Regions from separate parts of the Sus scrofa genome. Here region 2 is linked to region 1. A link is a contact called in public Hi-C data. All regions are on one chromosome and are shown on one strand. Each heading gives the region's core, a stretch centred on a gene start, on an enhancer-like site or on the middle of the called end of the contact. The rest is flanking DNA. Distances are from core to core; before and after follow the strand shown.

Evidence for each region. A called contact is a pair of places that touch in the nucleus more often than the background predicts.
Region 2: a Hi-C map of liver shows a contact between it and region 1, with 4 times the contacts expected there. The contact joins the enhancer-like site here to the promoter of PABPC1L in region 1. A contact is called at or near these places in 4 of 47 Hi-C or Micro-C datasets (blood and liver).

Annotation. Positions count from the first base shown.
Region 1 is chr17:47,319,333-47,324,447 of Sscrofa11.1, forward strand. It overlaps PABPC1L (polyadenylate-binding protein 1-like), which reads left to right and starts at 1,927. Exons shown (of 15, transcript XM_005672962.3): 1 at 1,927-2,240; 2 at 4,354-4,547. The coding sequence starts at 2,048.
Region 2 is chr17:47,413,463-47,418,577 of Sscrofa11.1, forward strand. STK4 (serine/threonine-protein kinase 4) reads left to right here. Exons shown (of 11, transcript XM_021077860.1): 8 at 1,169-1,297; 9 at 2,061-2,247. Among named protein-coding and RNA genes, the nearest start is that of STK4, 28 kb to the left of the region's middle. Within about 2 kb of position 2,734, at least 18 of the 83 cell types and tissues checked have an H3K27ac peak or open chromatin away from gene starts, as enhancers often do. A contact at or near this core is called in liver, where this site is marked.

The sequences.
Region 1 (5,115 bases), core at 677-3,176:
AACAAAAATGTGCAGTTCATACTTGGCGCTTGAAAATGCAGTAGTGACTGTGGAACGAGCCTGTCTGTATATCTGGTAGCTCTCTCTTGCTTTGTTTTTCCTTACCAGTATTCTGCCTCACGTTTGCTTCTGTGATGGTTATATTGCCTAGCAAGCACACCCGTGGTTGTGAAAATAGTATAGCAAAAAAGAAAAAAACCCCGGTTATTGATGTACTAGATTTGTGTATGTCTTTTAAACATTTCTAGGTTCCACCTTCTACAGAATAATCAGGAAACGTGTAAAAACTCAAAAGTGAAATAAAAAATTTTATCAGTTGGCCTGTGCATTGATGTGTGGCGCCACCCATGTCACCACCAGAACTAGCTGACTACTCTGATCACAATTGGGGCCTTGCTCTTAAAAGGAGGCAGCAACTTAATTTCATCTTTTAGAACCAGAAGTCAGCGTGTTGTGAAGAGGGGGAAATTGCCATGAATTAACACAGAGCTGGAGTTCCTGCCGTGGCGCAGTGGTTAACAAATCCGACTAGGAACCATGAGGTTGTGGGTTCGATCCCTGGCCTTGCTCAGTGGGTTAAGGATCCAGCGTTGCTGTGAGCTGTGGTGTAGGTTGCAGATGTGGCTCGGATCCCGAGTTGTGGCTCTGGCGTAGGTCAGTGGCTACAGCTCCAATTGGACCCCTAACCTGGGAACCTCCATATGCCGCGGGAGTGGCCCTAGAAAAGGCAAAAAGACAAAAAAAAACCACGGAGCCTCTCTGCGTTGCACAACAATCCATCCAGGTGTTGGGTCCACTTTTGTGGCTTCTGAGATTGGGTGTGGACTGTGGTTTTGCATCCTATTCATAGATGACGCCCCCACTCCTTTTTAAATCCTGAGATGTAACCAAGCCAGGGAGAAATGGTTGCATAAGTCTTGGTCGACTCCAAGGTTAGGCCCATCTCCGTCCTCCCTCCTAGCACTGTTTAAGGTAGCCTGCAGCACTGACTTTCTTCCTGGGGCTTGTCCCCCACGCCCCAGTCTAAAAGCATCCATTAAAAAAAAAAAAAAATCAAGATAGTTTTTTTTTTTTTTTTTAAGCCCAGGATTAGAACTGGTTGATGCTTTCTTGCTAGTGTAAGCTGGGCAACCAGACGAGCTCCTGCCCTTGGTTCCCAGGCTGCTTGTTCCATCTGTCACACCCAACCAAAGGTCTCTGGGAATCTGTTTTATTGAAGCAGGAAATGAGAAGCCAGGTGAAATGTCAGTTTTCAAAACTGGCCCTACATCACAGGTTGGGGCTGCAAACTCTGACACTTGGTGCTTTTTGGGGGGCCAGCACTCTGACCTTGTCCTGTTGGGTTCCAAGAATCGCGGTGAACCTTCCTGGTGGCCTGCGGGTGGGATGGATTCGTGCGCAGAGCCTCTCCCAATGGCCTTGCTGGGGTCAAGGAAGGTTTTAGTTGGAAATGCTCACATGGAGCCTTCAGTCCCAAGTCACCCAGCCAGGTCCTGAAGGCTGGGACTGGATCCGTGCTGTCCGGACGAGAAAGCCTCCTTTCGGGAGGGTAGGCAGTAGGAACACAAGCCTTGAAGTCGGGCGTCCCGCTCGGAATTCGCCCGTTACTGTGTGAAACATGCGCGGGGCACACAGTCCCTCGTGTAGAGGGAATCCTCCCAGTTTCACAGAGAAGGTTCAGGACAAAGGCATCTTGGGGATTAGAACCCAGGGCTCCTGCCGCCCGGTCCCCGCCCTCTCCGCGCTGCTGGCGCAGGCTCGGAGCTCCCCCGGCTTCCCCGCAACTCTACCCGGGGCCAGGTGAGGGCTGTCCTCGCCTCTCGTCACGGAGGCAGAGATGCCCCCACCTGGGGCTTCTCGAAGGCTGAGGGGTCGCAGGTGTGCGGCGGGGCCGCGCGCGTCCGCGATTGGTGAGCCGGGCGGCGGGGGCCGTAAAAGCCGGGGGCCGACGCGGGTGGGAAGAGCCCTGCCGCCCCGCGCGTCCCCGCTGCCGAGGCTCCCGCCGGGGTGAGCGCACGCGGGCGCCGAGCGCGGGGCCGCGCCCACCATGAACGCCAGCGGCCCGGGCTACCCGCTCGCCTCGCTCTACGTGGGCGACCTGCACCCCGACGTGACGGAGGCCATGCTCTATGAGAAGTTCTCGCCCGCCGGCCCCATCCTGTCCATCCGCGTGTGCCGCGACGTGGCCACCCGCCGCTCGCTGGGCTATGCCTACATCAACTTCCAGCAGCCCGCCGACGGTGAGCGGGGGGTGGGGGGTGGGGAGACGGACAGACCCATCGACCGACAGACAGCTAGAGAGCATCCCGGCCCCCCGTGCCCTTTCATCTCTGGCTGCTCTTGCATCTTCCGTTTTGCAGCCTGGGGTCGAGAGATACAGGTGGTTAGAAAGGGCCCTGAGACGAGAACTGGCAATTAGTGTGCGCCTACTGTGTGTTTTGCTGGTGCTCCGTTTTTACGGAGGAGAGGTGTTACGGCTCAGGGAAAACGGCCAAGGGCTTTGGGGTCAGCCAGACCTGGGATGAGAAAGCCGGCAGCTGTGCGGCTTTGAGCAAATAAACCATTCTGAGCTTGGGGAGGGGGGCTGTCTGCAAAAGGGGGGTGGTAGCTGCCTTATAGAGGGGTCGGGAGGATGGGCAATTCAAAGCACCTGGTGAGGAAGGTGCCGGAGGAGACCCAGGTGATGACTGGGGAAGCCAGAAGAGCTTTCCCGGCAGCGTGACCCGAGGTCGGCCCCAGCCGCCCCTATTTTCCGGAACCACGAGGAGCTGCCTCCGCTCCAGGCTGCACAGCCGGTTCTTCAGAGCTGATAGGACTGGTGGAAGCCGCCAGCCGTCTGTCCTCACTTCTGTTGAGAGTGAAGAGCTTGCGCGCCGGGTTTCGCTCGAGCTCTGCCGCTAGGGCGCGAGCTTGAGCAAAATTTCACCCTTGGCAGCCTTTACCTGCAAAAATGCGGCTGACTTCTTCCCCCGGGGCATGGAAAACAGGAGGACTGTGTCTAGGCAGTATCTCCAGCACTACCTCATGTGGTGCATTGTGAGCGTTCAGTAAGTGCTAACCTAAGAAATAGAGTAACTATCACGTTCAGCTGTAAGATTCCAGAAACTAAGCATAAAAGGCCTTGCCCCAGCCAAGTCCAAAAGAGGGCACCTTGACTCTGAGTCTTCTGGGAGGGGGAGGAGGTTCCCTGAGCTGGGAGTTTGCTGGGGTGGTTCTGTGGGTTTCCCAGCAGGTGGCTGAGCTGGGTTCCAGGGAGCCCTCTGCTCTGCTCTGCTTTACCTGCCCCACTGCCTCTTCCCACCTTCCTCCCAGCCTGTACCACCTGACCTTTTTTTGCCAGACTTTGTAGATGGGGAAACTGAGTTCCAGACAGGAGAAGGGTTTTGCTCCTGGGTGTTGATGGCAGGGCTAGATGGAACACCCAGACTTGCAGAAACTTGTCCACTGAGTATTCCACAGTTTGCCAACACGCCTCTGAAACCAGACAGTGTACCACCTGGGGCGGGGGGGTGGGGGTGGCCGGCGAGGACAGGCTGTAGCAGTGGCAGGAGGATGGGCAGAGGCTGCAGTTTTTAGACACACTACCATTTGCCAGACACCTATTTTGCGCCAGGCACAAAGGACAAGACGCCTTGCAAACCTGGTTTAATGTTCAACCTGACCACCTGGATACAGATGCTATTCCCTCCCTTTGTTATATGTACAAAGGTGGGTAATATTATCATCATCTCTTTACAGGTGTAGAAATGGGCTCAGAGAAGCGATGTTCACGTCTCCAAAAGTCATTCACCTTAGAGAGTTCCCTGGTGGCCTAGGGGTTAGGATTCAACACTTTCACCACTGCAGCTCAGGTTCAATCCTGGGTCTGGGGACTGAGATCTGCTGCATGCTGTGGCCAAAAAAAAAAAAAAAAAAAAAATTGAGATTATACTCCTCGGGATCAAATCTCAACTCTGCTGTTCAGCACCAATGAGCTTCTGTTTCCTCAAACTGCTGCCGCCCTTGTCACAGAAACCCTTTAGATCTTTCCTCTTTCTGAGCCTCAACTTGCCCTTCGTAAAATGGGCATAGGTTTTCATGTTCACATCACCATGGTGAAGAGTCGAATGAGAAGGTGGGAGGAGTGCCAAACACCTGGTTTCTTTCTGTTTATCCCTCCTGAGCCTTCAAGTTCTTAGCTCAGGTGAGACCCAGACAGTGGTTTTTCTTTTTCTTTTTGTCTGTCTGTCTGCTCTTTTCTTTTCTTTTTTCTTTTTCTTTTTTTTTTTTTTCTTGATTCAATTCCCGATTAAGCTCTTCGGAACTCGGAAAGAAAACACCTTTAAATTTGGTCCTTTCTCTTCTCCTGTGCAGCGGAACGGGCACTGGACACAATGAACTTCGAGGTGATCAAAGGCCAGCCCATCCGAATCATGTGGTCCCAGCGAGACCCAGGACTTCGCAAGTCTGGTGTGGGCAACGTCTTCATCAAGAACCTAGAGGACTCCATTGACAACAAGGCCTTGTATGACACCTTCTCCACCTTCGGGAACATCCTCTCTTGCAAGGTGGGTGTGCCTTTTGTTTACATTAGACGCCTGTGTGGTGGTAGAGGGGATACCACGCAGCCCCTCACTTTCCAAGGTCTTGTCAGTAAAGCTCCAGGTTTAGCCAGCAGGCGAATGGTAGTTTTTCTCAGTATTATTTTCATAGAACTGTCAGTGGTCACCTGTGTATCAACTAGCTCTTGCTAGGTAACCACCTCATAGCTTAGTAACTGTCAACAATAACCATTTATTTTGCTCACGATTTGCCATTGGCAGTTGGGGCTGAGTTCAACTGGGCTGTGCTTTTTCTTAGCTGGCCTCCTTTATATGCCAGCTGTGAGCTGGATGGCTTGGCTTCTAGGGAGTGGGTGGCCATCGGCTGGAATGTCTCAGCTTTCCTTGCTGTGGTTTCTCATCATTCAGCAGGCTCACCCAGGCTGTTCTTCTAGCAATGGCAGGGTCCCAAGAGATGGAGAGTGGAAGCTTGCTAGGCCTCTAGAGACCTTCGCTCAGAACTGGCACACCGTCACTTCCAGTGCATTCTACTGGCCAAAGCAAGTCATGAGAACAGCCTAAATGTGCGTGAGAG
Region 2 (5,115 bases), core at 1,484-3,983, 95 kb after region 1:
CAAGTAATAGCAGAGCAGACTCATTTATATATAAGGTAGAGAAATGATCTTAAAGACTTTCTCAGTAGAGAGAACAAGGAAATTTGATATTCTTGCAAATGAGCTGCGTCTTATTTCTGAGAGTAGTGATGAATTCTTTTCCTACCTGGCTGGGGTGCTAATGCAGTTTTATGGAAAAGATATCTCCTGTATTTCTATCCCACCACATGGTGAGGCTATTGTACATATCTAGAGTACTTGCAAAGACCTTGGAAATCATATTCTCTGGTGGGTGGTGATTGCAAAGAGGAACACTGGGGACAAATGTCAGAATAAGTGTGGAAAACAGCAGGCAACCCCCCCCCCAAATTTCCAGACATAACTTTCATAGCATAGATTTCTTATCATTTGTGTCACAAAAGGCAGTAATACAAACGTAAGATGGTATTAATATTAAAAACTTTAAGCCATTTCTATAAATGAAAGTCAGCAGTATTCACAAGCATCTTTGCAGATTGAATAATATTGGACCTACATCTGTTACATATTTGTTACCAGTTTTAGTATTTCTGTAGGAACTGCATTTCGGCACTAAAATCCTTTTTACCTAAATCCGTAGTTGGAAATTCTATAGTACATTGACTAGAAAGAATAAACAGGATGAGTAAACTATTCAGCGATTTCTAAACAATGTCTCTATTCCATTGAAGCCCCCCCTCCAAAACCACCCCAAAATTTTTCAGTATTATTTATCAAAGTGTATATATGTTCTCTGACACATTTGAAAGATGTACAGAATGTGTTACAGTTCAATGCTGTATAAGATTGTTCCACACTTCACAGGATCGCTTGTGTCCCTGCCCCCTGTCCCACTTCCATGTAGTTTGTGTTCTCCAAACAAGCTCCCAGCATGTTTACAGAACTTCCTCTAGGGGGCGATAGTAGCCTGCTGAGAATCCCTAGAGTTTGCACAGAGAAATGGAGGAAACATTCTAGCCAAGCCAAAAAAGATGGGTAAAGCATGAATGCATCTGTTCAGTTATAAAGCGAGTATGAGTTAGCTGATGTCCAAACCATAAAGAGAAACAGATTCACTGGCCGATTGAACAGAAATCATCAAGTACCTGCTGTGTGCCAGGCAGTGTTTGGCACTCTACCATATAAACCATCTTCCACTTTCTTATTGAAGCACCCATTTGTCAAGAGTGCCAAAGGAGTGTCCATACTGCGGGACTTAATTAACGAAGCCATGGACGTGAAGCTGAAACGCCAGGAAGCCCAGCAGCGGGAGGTGGACCAGGACGATGAAGAAAACTCAGTGAGTGGCAGGCAGTGTGGTGGGCCTCGGGCATTCATGCTTGTTATTTCATGACTACCGGCCAGGCGAGATGAGTTGGGGATGTAGGATCCACCTGGAGCTGGAGACTCTTTTCAAGTGACTCTGTCCAGTCCGGGACCAGGGCTTGCTGGAGGCTTGCTGGATCTGTGCTTGTTCTTCTCACAGCGCTTCCTGAGGCACTTCCACATTTTATTCTTTTGCCTTCATATCTTTTCTTCAGTTTAACTTTTTATTCAGGAGAGAGAATGCTCAGGGCTGAGTCTGAGTTTTCCTTACCCATTTGGAGAATCTGGGAGCCATACTGAATAGGTAGATTTTTACACTTAGAGACTCCCCCACACCCTTGAGATCCCAAGAGTATGCACTCAGCTCCTTGGGTCAATGTTACAACATGTTACTAAGAAGGAGAGGGAAGGGGAGAGGGAGAGGGCCCTTTAGGGTTGGATGTGCAGCTCTCATGTGGATAAATTATGATCTTCTTTGGTTAAGAGTACTCTCAATGGAGTCTAACTCGTGAAAATTGTGAATCCATGTATTGTACACTTGTAACACATAGAGTGTCGTACATCAACCATAGTTCAGTGTGAAAAAAAAAAAAAAGAGTGCTCTCGGTTCTTCGTGGTGGGTTTAGAATCTAAGTGTCACATCAGAAATATTTGCACCAGGATGAATAAGAGTAATTCAGAAACCCTGTAAGATTTTGATCAAATTAGCCCTCATCTGAGATTTCATCCTCTTCCAGGAGGAGGATGAAATGGATTCTGGCACGATGGTCCGAGCCGCCGGGGACGAGATGGGCACCGTCCGCGTGGCCAGCACCATGAGTGACGGAGCCAATACCATGATCGAGCACGACGACACGTTGCCGTCCCAGCTGGGCACCATGGTGATCAATGCGGAGGAGGAGGAAGAGGAAGGCACTATGAAAAGTAAGGCTCTGACTAACTAGACCAACTTGGCAGGCAGGCCGCGCACGATCCAGGGAAAGCAGGTTCTGTGGTCCACACGGACTCAGTCCTGAAGCTCCTTTCTGTTGCCACAACCAAAGGAGTGAGAGAGCATTGGAAGGTTGGGGCGCAGCGGAGGGTCTGGGAGGGAGGAAGCTGGCACGTGGAGTCAGAGGTCGGCAGGCGACAGGAAGGGATCGACTTTCCGACCTGCATGACCATTCTCTTAGCATTTTTTTCTTTCTTTTCCGTGATCTGTGGAGGCGAGCATGTAGGTTTTGATGCGTAATTCAAAGTGTTAGGAAATTCTGAATGACTTATCAAACATACTCTTTTCAGTCTGTTTTCGTCAAACTGTTTGTCTGACCCAGGTTGAGCAATTCTCAGTCAGTCTCTTAAGGGTGAATGTGACAACTGAAGAGTCCCTTCCAGGCTCTTCTAATTTAAACCCATCTCTGCTGCTGTTCTTCCTCTTCCGATCCTTTTTATTTGGCCTGTGACCGAGGCCTGACGCCTGTGCTCAGTTCCTCGTGGGGGGCCGTCCTCTCCTCTCCCGTCGGTTTCCTTTCCCTTTACTCTGTGCGTGACAGACCGAGTCACAGAGGAAAGGAACTGGGAGTACCCAGTGGTCATACTAATTGAATTGAGTTCTCAGTGTACCGTTTAGCCTGAATTTTGCACAGGTTTAAAATATTAAGTCTCTGTGATCGTTCCATCATCTTTTTTTTTTTTTTTTTCTTTTCTTTTTTGAAAGTTAAAGCTTCCTCTTCTAAACCAAGGGCTTGATTGGCAAACAATGGTCCACAAGCCAAACCTGGCCTGCCACCTGGTTTTAGCAGTGAAGTGTTATTGGAACACAGCCATGCCCATTCATTTGCGTACTGTCTATACTGCTTTTGTGCTGCAGAGGCAGAGTGAAGCCGTTGTGACTGAGACCATGTGGCCCCCAAAGCCTGAAATGTCTGTTCTCTGGTCCTTTACCGACAGAAACGTTCTCTGACTACGGCTTTAGACCCTCTGCTCTGTGATTGGTTAATTCATTCAGTAAATTTCTCTTCAGTGTCCACTGTATCCACAGGTACTTTGCTGGATGCTGCAGCAGCCCTCACCCTGAAGGAGGTCGTTGTCTAGAGTGGGGGACAGACCATTAATTATACCTCGGTGTCTGAAACTGAGCTTTAAAACAGAGGTAATCGGAGGGTGTTGGCCAAGCAGAGTGGAAGAATATTTAACTCAGGCTGGGGATTACTGACAAATTCCTGGAGGAAGAGGGCAGGAAGGTTGGCTGTGAGTGGGGTGGGCGGAGATGTTCCAGCAGAGGTTGCCGTGTCCTCAAAGCCCCAGAGGCAAGTCCAGGGGAATGGTGGCTGGGTTGTTGCCGTGGAACAGACCATTCTAGGGCTGGGGTTCTCAGGCAGCCCCCTCTAATTTTCGCCTTCCAGGTCTGTGCGGTTTTAACCAACCTTTTGTTTTTGAAGGAAAGAGCTTTTCTTGTTTTCTTTTTTCTGTTTCGGGGCCAAGGCTCAGCCTTTGTTTGGCTTTGGGTCAGAATTACACAAATGGTGAAAGAGTAGTAATACTGCTGATGGGTGTGTGAGTTGGTCTAACTTTTGTGGAATGTAGTGCATATCAAGTATTTACAAAGTTCAAAGCTTTAACCAGCAAAGTCCACTTACGTATAAATTATTTATTATACCCGATAGGCATTGTAACTGTGAACAATAACTAGTAATGATTAGGTATTTAATGTCTGCCAGGCATGATGCTTAATCCTTTATCAGCATTTCATAGATTTTAATCCTTATGACCATGCTGGGTAGTTTTCCATAGCCACCCCCTCGTTTACTGCTGCAGAAACTGAATCGCAGAGAGATTAAGTAACTTGCTGTGGTTACACAGTGAGCAGTAGAAGAGCCAGGACCTGAAGCCAGATACATTGGACTTCAGAGCTCATGCTTGTAACCATTCGATCGTCCCGATCCTCAGTGGAGCCCCTTCACGAAGCTGTTGAGGGACAGGACTGAGGCTCATGTTACAGGGTGTCTGTTTGCAAGCCTCAGCCTGCAGTGGTGGTTTGAATAACCAGCCTCTCTGCACGTTTCCCTGGGATTTCTAGATGCAAAGCACATCGTTTTCAGATTTTCAAAGGGGACCTCCCTCTGATGGTAGGCTAATGACTTTGTTCCATCCGAAGGAGTAGGTCCTGGTTGGGAGTATCTGAAGCCACTGCAAAGAATCAGACTGCAGTTGCAGGGGATGGGGTTTGAGTAGGGTGAGATTTGATCGCTTTATAAGAGACCTCAAGAACCACACCTGTAAGAACCGCAGAGGTAAACCATGGCCCACGCTGCTTTGAAAACCCAAGTATTTGGATAAAAATATCAGTTTGGGGATCTTGGGAGGCTTCTTCTATTTGACTACGTCAGTGGTTTTTTTTTTTTTTTTTTTTTTTTTTGGTAAATGTCCCAGAAGAACTTTGCCCCCACAATCCAAAGGATACATTCCTGAGGCGACCTGAAGTGTCAGTGTCAGGGTCATTATACTTTCTCTGGGCCAGCAGAGGGAGCTCTGTAATAGGTTACGAATTGAATTTGTATTCCCATTTGTGTCCAGAAATCCACTTTCTGTGGAAGGCTTTATTCTAGATCAGGACCGTCATTTATTTATTTTAACATCTATTTTAAGTATCCACAGCAACACTAGGGCCATGTCCTTATTTTATTTAGGTAGGAGATTGGATACCTCATACTTGGCAAAGTTCAAACAAGACTGAAGTCAGTCTCAAAATAGTTGAACCTTTTCCTCTCTCTGCCCAGATTTCTCGGTAGACCTTAACCAAAACTGATGTTT